Linked DNA regions of Mus musculus: all the other regions are linked to region 3. The links are chromatin contacts, called in public ChIA-PET and HiChIP or PLAC-seq maps. All regions are on one chromosome and are shown on one strand. Each heading gives the region's core, a stretch centred on a gene start, on an enhancer-like site or on the middle of the called end of the contact. The rest is flanking DNA. Distances are from core to core; before and after follow the strand shown.

Evidence for each region. ChIA-PET counts read pairs in DNA pulled down with a chosen protein or histone mark. HiChIP or PLAC-seq counts read pairs in DNA pulled down with a chosen protein or histone mark.
Region 1: an RNA polymerase II ChIA-PET map of memory CD8 T cells shows a contact between it and region 3, with 160 read pairs. The contact joins the promoter of H2bc18 here to the enhancer-like site in region 3. A contact is called at or near these places in 5 of 39 promoter capture datasets (cranial neural crest, liver, neural stem cells and 1 more), 2 of 484 Hi-C or Micro-C datasets (CD8 T cells and regulatory T cells), 4 of 115 datasets of contacts at active chromatin or transcription factors (acute myeloid leukemia, effector CD8 T cells, memory CD8 T cells and 1 more) and 1 of 9 other capture datasets (adipose tissue).
Region 2: a FOXA1 HiChIP or PLAC-seq map of pancreatic cancer cells shows a contact between it and region 3. The contact joins two enhancer-like sites. A contact is called at or near these places in 1 of 39 promoter capture datasets (liver), 1 of 484 Hi-C or Micro-C datasets (cardiomyocytes) and 1 of 115 datasets of contacts at active chromatin or transcription factors (pancreatic cancer cells).

Annotation. Positions count from the first base shown.
Region 1 is chr3:96,268,407-96,271,273 of GRCm38.p6, forward strand. H2bc18 (H2B clustered histone 18) reads left to right here and starts at 1,294. Exons shown (of 1, transcript NM_175666.3): 1 at 1,294-1,786. The coding sequence starts at 1,346. The coding sequence ends at 1,726. H3c13 (H3 clustered histone 13) reads left to right here and starts at 248. Exons shown (of 1, transcript NM_178215.2): 1 at 248-749. The coding sequence starts at 288. The coding sequence ends at 698.
Region 2 is chr3:96,575,530-96,578,404 of GRCm38.p6, forward strand. Polr3gl (polymerase (RNA) III (DNA directed) polypeptide G like) reads right to left here. Exons shown (of 8, transcript NM_027241.4): 8 at 2,343-2,875. Among named protein-coding and RNA genes, the nearest start is that of Gm15441, 10 kb to the left of the region's middle. Within about 2 kb of position 1,377, at least 381 of the 459 cell types and tissues checked have an H3K27ac peak or open chromatin away from gene starts, as enhancers often do. A contact at or near this core is called in cardiomyocytes, liver and pancreatic cancer cells, where this site is marked.
Region 3 is chr3:95,674,084-95,676,982 of GRCm38.p6, forward strand. Adamtsl4 (ADAMTS-like 4) reads right to left here. Exons shown (of 18, transcript NM_144899.3): 18 at 2,118-2,886. The coding sequence ends at 2,750. Gm52627 (a long non-coding RNA gene) reads left to right here. Exons shown (of 2, transcript XR_003954671.1): 2 at 1-2,159. Among named protein-coding and RNA genes, the nearest start is that of Gm52627, 3.4 kb to the left of the region's middle. Within about 2 kb of position 1,543, at least 274 of the 459 cell types and tissues checked have an H3K27ac peak or open chromatin away from gene starts, as enhancers often do. A contact at or near this core is called in CD8 T cells, acute myeloid leukemia, adipose tissue and 6 more, where this site is marked.

The DNA.
Region 1 (2,867 bases), core at 44-2,543, 590 kb after region 3:
TGTTAGAAGAGCACACTGCGTGAGAAACACTTTAAACACTGCATTTAGGAAAGTTACATCAACTGAAAAGCACTATCTTTTTAAAACCCTCTGCGGTTCATAAATACAGGAAGGAAAAGTATCAGGAGAGAAGGAATAGTGTAACCATCTTGAAACTCAGCAAATAGGATCGAATTCTACCCAATCAGACTGCAAGTCCAGAAACTCCTGCTTTCTGGGCCCAATCAAGACGAAGATAAGTCTATAAGTATGGCCACTTGGCGTCTGCAAGCCGAAGTCGCAAAAATATGGCCCGTACGAAGCAGACCGCCCGCAAGTCCACCGGCGGCAAGGCCCCGCGCAAGCAGCTGGCCACCAAGGCCGCCCGCAAGAGCGCCCCGGCCACGGGCGGCGTGAAGAAGCCGCACCGCTACCGGCCCGGCACCGTGGCGCTGCGGGAGATCCGGCGCTACCAGAAGTCGACCGAGCTGCTGATCCGCAAGCTGCCGTTCCAGCGCCTGGTGCGCGAGATCGCGCAGGACTTCAAGACGGACCTGCGCTTCCAGAGCTCGGCCGTCATGGCGCTGCAGGAGGCGAGCGAGGCCTACCTGGTGGGGCTGTTCGAGGACACCAACCTGTGCGCCATCCACGCCAAACGCGTCACCATCATGCCCAAGGACATCCAGTTGGCCCGCCGCATCCGTGGGGAGCGCGCTTAAGCGCCCTGTTTCCCTTCCATCCCCCACAAAGGCTCTTTTCAGAGCCACCTACGTTGTCGATGAAAGTAGCTGTGTCAGCTTTGCAAATTGATTTTCAGTGTTTCAAATACGCCCTCAAGTGTGTCAGGCCTAACAGTTACCAGTAATCACATTCCTTATCCCAGGTTTATTCCATTTAGAGCTGGTCTTGAGCTCACTACTCAAATATGGGCCAGTCCAAAAAAGGAGTTCTAATTAGGGTCTCAGAACTGTGAACCTGAAAAATAGCCCCAAAATTCCAAGCGTGATACCTAAGAGCGATAGTTAACTTATTTCAACCTGGTGTTTTAAGGATCTGTAAGCGAAGGGAACATAAAGAACAGCTGAGGCAAAACTGCCGCTCTCAATAACAGGCTAGCATGAAATGGAAGGCTGCGATTGGCTAGAAAGAATTTCCTCTAAGCACCACCAAGGCTCGCAACCAGAATCGGTTTGAGTAGGCTCCGCCTCCTTGACGCTGACTCTGCTGTAAATCAACCAATAAAAATGGAATACCGTGTGAAACCTCATTTGCATACAAGCTCTATAAGTACCGCATAGCAAGCCGCGCTGAAACAGTTCGTAGTTGCCCGGTCTACCTTACGTTGCATCTTTAGACGCGGAGGAAAATGCCGGATCCAGCGAAGTCTGCTCCTGCCCCAAAGAAGGGCTCTAAGAAAGCTGTCACGAAAGTGCAGAAGAAAGATGGCAAGAAGCGCAAGCGCAGCCGCAAGGAGAGCTATTCTGTTTACGTGTACAAGGTCCTGAAGCAAGTGCACCCCGACACGGGCATCTCATCTAAGGCTATGGGAATCATGAATTCCTTCGTGAACGATATCTTCGAGCGCATCGCAGGTGAGGCTTCCCGTCTGGCGCATTACAACAAGCGCTCGACCATCACTTCCCGGGAGATCCAGACAGCCGTGCGTCTGCTGCTGCCGGGAGAGTTGGCTAAACACGCTGTGTCGGAAGGCACCAAGGCCGTCACCAAGTACACCAGCTCCAAGTGAAGTGCAGCAGAGACGTGATTGATCGGCTTTACCCAAAAGGCTCTTTTCAGAGCCACTTTAGTTCTCAAAAAAAGACTGTAAGCACTAAGGGTCTGATCTAGCAGGTAAGGTTAAGCCATGATGAGTCTGTTACCCTGCAGCGCTCTGGTGCAACATCGAGCGTTTCAAAGTGTTGGGCGGTGTCTTGGCTTGCTCAGCCTGCTCTCTTATATAACCCAAGACTACCAGCCCAGAGATGGTCCCACCCACAAGGGGCCTTTCCCCCTTGATCACTAATTGAGAAAATGCCTTAGAGTTGAATCTCATGGAGGCATTTCCTCAACTGAAGCTCCTTTCTCTGTGATAACCCCAGCTGTGTCAAGTTGACACAAAACTAGCCAGTACAATTGACCCCTTGTCAACTTGACACACAAACACATCACTAGTAAGCCTCAACCCTTACATTCTTATTCATCCCCAAGGTCTAAATAACTTTAAAAGTCCCACAGTCTTTACATATTCTTAAAATTTCAATCTCTTTAAAATATCCATCTCTTTTAAAATCCGAAGTCTTTTTACAATTAAAAGTCTCTTAACTGTGGGCTCCACTAAAACAGTTTCTTCCTTCAAGAGGGAAACTATCAGGGCACAGTCACAATCAAAAGCAAAAGTCAATCTCCAACCGTCCAATGTCTGGGATCCAACTTACGATCTTCTGGGCTCCTCCAAGGCCTTGGGTCACTTCTCCAGCCATGCCCTTTGTAGCACACGCGTCATCCTCTAGGCTCCAGATGCCTGTACTCCACTGCTGCTGCTGCTGCTCTTGGTGGTCATCTCATGGTACTGGCATCTCCAAAACACGGCATGACCCCTTCAGTCCTGGGCCATCAATTGCAACTGAGGCTGCACTTTCACCAATGGCCTTCCATGGCCTCTCACAGTGCCAAGCCTCAGCTGCTCTGCTCAACTCCTTCATGCCTTCAAAACCAGTACCACCTGGGTGACCCTTACACATTACCAAGCCCAGCCACAGCACAAGGTACAACTTTGGCTATATCTGGAACAAAGCCACTGTGCTCTCAGAAAACACTTCCCAGAAGATGTCACCTCAATGATGCTGGTCTCTTCTTAATCACCGCTAATTTCTTAGCTCCAGCTAACC
Region 2 (2,875 bases), core at 127-2,626, 900 kb after region 3:
TTAGTAGGCCAGGCCTCAACTGCTGTGCTGCCTGCCTCTCCAGGAAGAGCGGCTTTGACCCTGTCTGCTGGACCCAGGCTCCAGCCTCTGCCTGTTTGGGAGTGCTTGTGGGAAGTTGGGGAAAGGTCAGTGGACATGGTTTAGCTATTGCCTGGAACCAATTAGGAATTTGGGGAAGCTGCTGTGTCTCGTGTCACTGGCTTTGTCCAACAAGGTCACCTGCCAGGGAAGGCAGGAGTCCAGGCAGGGCAGAGTCCAAGAATGACTTGATATTTATGACACTTTGTCTTTGAGGTAGCATGACTGATCCCAAGTGGTCATTCCAACCTTTGTCCTCCTTTCTCCTGCGCCAGGGGAAAGGCAACGTGAAGGGACGGAACTGTGGAAAGATGGGTGGGGACTAGTGTCCTGCCCTCCTTTACCACCTTTAGTTCGGGATCTTTGGTCCCACCACCAAGTTCCCAGGGATGTGAGTTGGCTCATTCGGTGCTTGCCTCCAAGCCTTGCATGTGAGCCCCCAGACCCATATGGCAGCAGGAGAGTACTGACTCCAGCAGGCTGTCCTCTGGGCTCCCCACACACGCCATTTTGTACACCCTTGGCCAAATAAATGAAATGTTAAAAAAAAAAAAAAAAAAAAAAGAGGAGCATCAGGTGGGCTAGCCTGTGGCAGTGTCTCTCAACATAGACCTGGACTTAAGTAATGAGGGTTAGGATGGTGTCTCCCCTCCACTGTGTGTGCACGGGACAACGTAGGAAAAGACAACAGGTAAACAAAACAGAACCAAACCGTTCAGGATCTTTGTTTTCGGCTGTTTCCTCCCTAGCTACAGTCGCTGGCTGTAGAACTGTGGGAAACCCCAGGGACAAGTCTCCTGGCCCCGCCCTTCCCTCACCTCGGAGAGCTAGAAAAGGAAACACATCAATCACCACAAATTGCTCAATAACTCTGGAATGTTCGCTTCTATTCCTGTTCCCGGCTCTGCTTTCTTGGCTGGGCTTCTATCCCAACACTTGCTACCACATTTAAACGAGGCCTTGAAGGCGCTTCTCCTCCATGGAGTCTAAGCCCCTCTTTGCCCTGTACAATGGGGTCAGAAATACCTGACCTTGGATTTCGGTTCTCTAACCCACGATGCTGTAGGAAATTCGGTCGGCCTGTCTAAAAGCGATTGGGAAGCTTATTGGACGCTTCTCACACAGTCCATCCTTAGACTATGAAATGCTCAGTGGGGCCTCCCGTGGTAGCACGGCAGATGTCTCTGCAGGTCTCCTTACTCTGTTTCTATACTGGACACGCAACTTACTCGTGGCTGTGGCATGGCAAGTGCATGCAACCAATCAGCTCGAGGAAGCCTTCCTTAGAAGCCAATCAGAGGCCAGGGAAGTGACCTCACCCAAGGGAGCGCTGTGTGGGCGAGGAAGCCTCTCTTAGAGCTGAGTGTCCCTAAATCACTCCCTTCCTCCCCACCCTCCTTACTTCCTGGAAGATAACACCGCCTACCCCCTCCCCAAAGTGGAGTGAGAAAGGCTAACTTAATTCCACAAAGGAAAGAACAACAAAAAAGAAGGAGCTGCAAGCCACACCCCGGCTGTCTGTAGAGAACAGTATATTTAGGGAGATCCTAAATATGCCTTTCAAAGTGGGCTCTCCAGGTCCTGGAAGACGGTAAGCTGAAAGCAGTGAGTCACTCCTCTCTCCCGGCCCCTGGCTTTCTGGACTCCCTGCACAAAAATAGCTGCAATCACTCTTTGTAAATAAGGACACCATCAAGGTCAAGTGTGAGAAAGGAGAGGGCTGGTGTCCTGGTAAATGTGCCTGACTATGCAGGCTCATGTCCCTGTGCTGCTGGAGGCCAAAGGCTAGGGTAGTCTGTGGGCGAGCCTATGCTTTCCCCAGCGCTGCTTTCAGACAGCATTGCAGATGAGTTCCTGAATGTCCTCCAAGGGAGAGCTGAGAAGTAAAGGTCAAGGGTCAAGGCGGTCACACACACACACACACACACCCGTGTCACACTGGACACGCAGAGATTTGACACTGGTGGCACAGACCTGGGACCACAGCTAGGGAGGCTGAGACAGTTTCAGGCCTGTTTGGGCTACAGGGTTAAGTTCAAAGCCAACTTAGGCAACTTAGCAAAAGCTCTGCCTAAAAATTCTAAAGCAAATATATAAAAAGAGATGGGGGCATGGCTGAGTGATGGAACACCCGTTTAGCATTTGCATGGCTGTAAATTCAGTCCTCTGAAAGGGGGCGTGGCAGGGGTAAGAATGGCTTGACTGGACACCCCCTCAGCCTTGCCTCCGGCCCTTTCCCAGTACACATCACTCTGTTAGACATGTTAGACAGATACAAACATTTTATTTAAAAGTACAAAACAGGCCTTACTCCTCTTGACTGTTCCCACCCCAAGTCTCCCCTAAACTGTCAACGGCTGCGCATCACAGCCCCCAGGGATCACACAGGTCACCTGGATTCTAACCAATTTTTTCTCAACAGAAGTAAATGCTAGTAAGTCTGCTGTGGTGGCGCGTCCCTGTAATCCCAAGGCTTGGGGGGGTGGGGGGGGGTCCAAAATTCAAGGCCAGCCTCAGCTACATACCGAGTTCCAGGCCAGCTTGAGCTACATGAGATCTTCTCTCAAAAAACAATAACAAAGCTGGGCATGGTGGCGAATGCCTTTAATCCCAGCACTTGGGAGGCAGAGGCAGAGGCAGAGGCAGGCGGATTTCTGAGTTTGAGGCCAGCCTGGTCTACAGAGTGAGTTCCAGGACAGCCAGGGCTACACAGAGAAACCTGTCTGGAAAAAACAAACCAAGCCAACCAACCAAAACAAAACAAAACAAATAACAAAAATAGGAAAACCCCTAAGTA
Region 3 (2,899 bases), core at 293-2,792:
TTCCTTCCCAGAACCGTCTGCTCTGACCCCACACTGCTTGCAGATGAACTGAGGACTGCAGGGACTTCTCTTTACAGTGAGGAGTAGAGGGCAGACACCGCCGCTCCCGCCCCCTCCCCCCCCACCCCCCAGGCTAGAGGCGAGAAGCTCTGGGGATCAGAAAAAGAAAGGAGGTGTTGGGGGGAACCCTTGAGGGCTATGGCTGCATTCTCCACCTGTGATTGGCTCTCAAGCCCAGACCAAAATCTAAACCTGCCCAGCAACAACCCTAAGAGGCCTCAAAAGGGAGGGGAAGTCAGCTGAGCTGTGGCCTCCACCCCAGCCCTGTTTCCAGGAACTGATGGGCGGGCTGGGAGGGCAGCCACCCCTCCCTTGCTCGGGGACTCTGTGTTCACTGCCTGCATCTGGAAGCTGACTCCTGGGCCCCATTTCTCTGGTCCCTACATCTTTGCCTGTCCTTCCAGGGTCACCTAAGAAGGAAGCACACCTGACCCTCTTCAGAGGCAGGGCATTCTTGTAGCCTCCTTGTGGAACCCCTGTCCTGGGCCAAAGTCAGGTTTTTTTCATGGTGTATTTGGGGAAAGGGTCTCACAAGTATAGCCCAGGCTAGCCTTGTGATCTTCCTGCCTCAGCCTCCCACGTGCTGGGATCACCCATGGCTTTATTTTTTAATTAAAAAAAAAAAAAAGAAATAAAAAGGAACAGATATGACTGCTCCTAGGTATGACGAAGGAGAAAGTTTACAGTAGATCAGAAGAACAAAGCCAGAGGCAGCCACATCTGGGAGAGTTCAGAGTGATCCTGACCTTGTGAGGAGAGGGGGGAGGGGAAGGGAGCAGAAACCAGGTCCAGCTACCAGTAGGCCAAAGGTACAAAAGGGGCAGGTAGCCAGGACGGTTGCTTATAAAGGGAGGGGCAGTCCAGTCCCGTGGGCTGGGAGACAGGGTGTGCCAGTCATACCCTTGTAACAGCGACTGAGGGATGCTGGGAGAACCTGTTGACTGTCAGGTCCACTTTGATATATTAAGCAGGCGCCTCAGCCGTTTGTCCGGGGTTAATTTTCCTTCCCCTCCTTTGTCACCCACTCAGTCCCCTTACACTGTGCTTGCTGTCATCTTCCTGCTCAGCCACATCCAGCGGGAGGACAGCCTAAGTCCCAAGGCAGGGAGCTTTGTACCCTTCTAATGTAGCAAAGGGTTTGCTACAGTGGAACAACTTTATTCTTAGGGGAACTTGGTATCCAAGGAGTGTAGCTGTGTTCAGAAAATAGTAGTAAAACTGTCTGCAGGCTTTTACTAATGGCCATACTCAGCCTGTCTGAAGAGGCACAGACAGAACAAGGCTGCCTCCAGCGGGGCATCGGCAGCAAGAAAGTCAGGCCTCAGAACCAACTGTAGGGGCCAGGGAAGAGGACCCTGGAGAAGGCTGTCCACTCCACCTTTAACAAGTTATTTACTTTGAAAGAAACACACAGGGAGAGGGAAGTGGTGGGGGAGGGAGGAGGCCTGGTGAGACATCTCTGTGGAATGTGTCTCTGGCAGGACATCTGGTCCTGCCTTGGCCCCTCCTCCCTCCTCCTGCAGTCACAGAGTCATGCGGGCCAAGCTCCTATGATTTTGCTGAGCAAAGAGAGGGGGCAAAGTTACCACCCCATGCACCCATGGAAAGCAGTAAGCAGGCATCTAGCAGGGAAGTGGGTAAAAGAGGAGGAGACAGGGCCAGAGCGAGAGAACCTGAAAAGCAACATGCATGCCCCACGCTCGTGCGCACACAAGCCAGCTTAGCCCTGCATTGAAAAGTTCTGCTGGATTCCTAGAGACAACAGGAAGAGCCTACCCAAAAGCCCACCACAGGCTCTCTGCTGGGATCCAAGCACCCATTACTGCTCCTAAACTGGGAAAAGTAGCGGCCTCTAGTGGCCAGTAAGCCATCTGCAGATCTGTAGTGGGACAGAATCTTAGGCCCTTGATCCAGACTGCCCCAGGTTTGAAGCTCACTCCACAGCCCATGAGGACCACATCTTCCTCCCATCCCTAAATGCCGCTCCTCTTCCCACACCACATCTGGCCTCACATTGCTCGGATGGTGGGGTCCCCATGAACATAACGAAGAGCATGTTTATGTCAAAACCAACTTTAATAAAAAATAAATTACTTCTGGGGTGGGCATCATTTTCAGTGTGAAGTGGCGACTGGGGCTAGGATGTCTTATGCTGACGTTTCTCTTTTTCACCCTCGACACAAGTGGTCCCTGCCCTGGAGAGGTGTGGTCCTTCCCCAGTAAGGTAGGGTAGCAGTGGCTGATCCCTGCCCCTGCTAATGAGGGAGGTAGGAATACAGAGACTAGATAAGGCAGGGATGGGAACAACAGGGTAATTTAGAAGATGTGGAGACGAGGATTGGGGCACAGACCTGGAACTTCTGGGGGACACACACTATGTAGCTCAGATTAGTGTGGAAATATAACCTTGCTCTCTCCCCCTTTCTCCCCAGCCCAGAAAAGCATGAGGGATACAGGCACCGCCCACTTCCTATTCTTTCTCAAGCTGCTTTTGTGGAAGTGATAAACATACACAGGACAGACCCCCAGGCAGGTCAGGTACACTTCTTGAGCTATCACACTGTAGGTCTCTCACCCTGGAGGATCCCTCTGGCAAGGCTGAGACCAGGTGAAAAGCCAGAGGGTACAGAGCGGGCTAGTCAGTGGGTGGCACAAGAAAACCACGAAGGCAGGGTCTCTGGGACCCGTTTCAAGCCGGTTCCAGCTGGGACTGCTCCAGGACATGGGCACAAGAGCGGCAGCAGGTAGTTGTGTAGTAGGGGTAGACGCAGAGCCGGGCCTGTACCACCAGGGGGCAGTGTGGAGAGCTGTCCTTGCATTGGTCATCTGAGGACAGAGG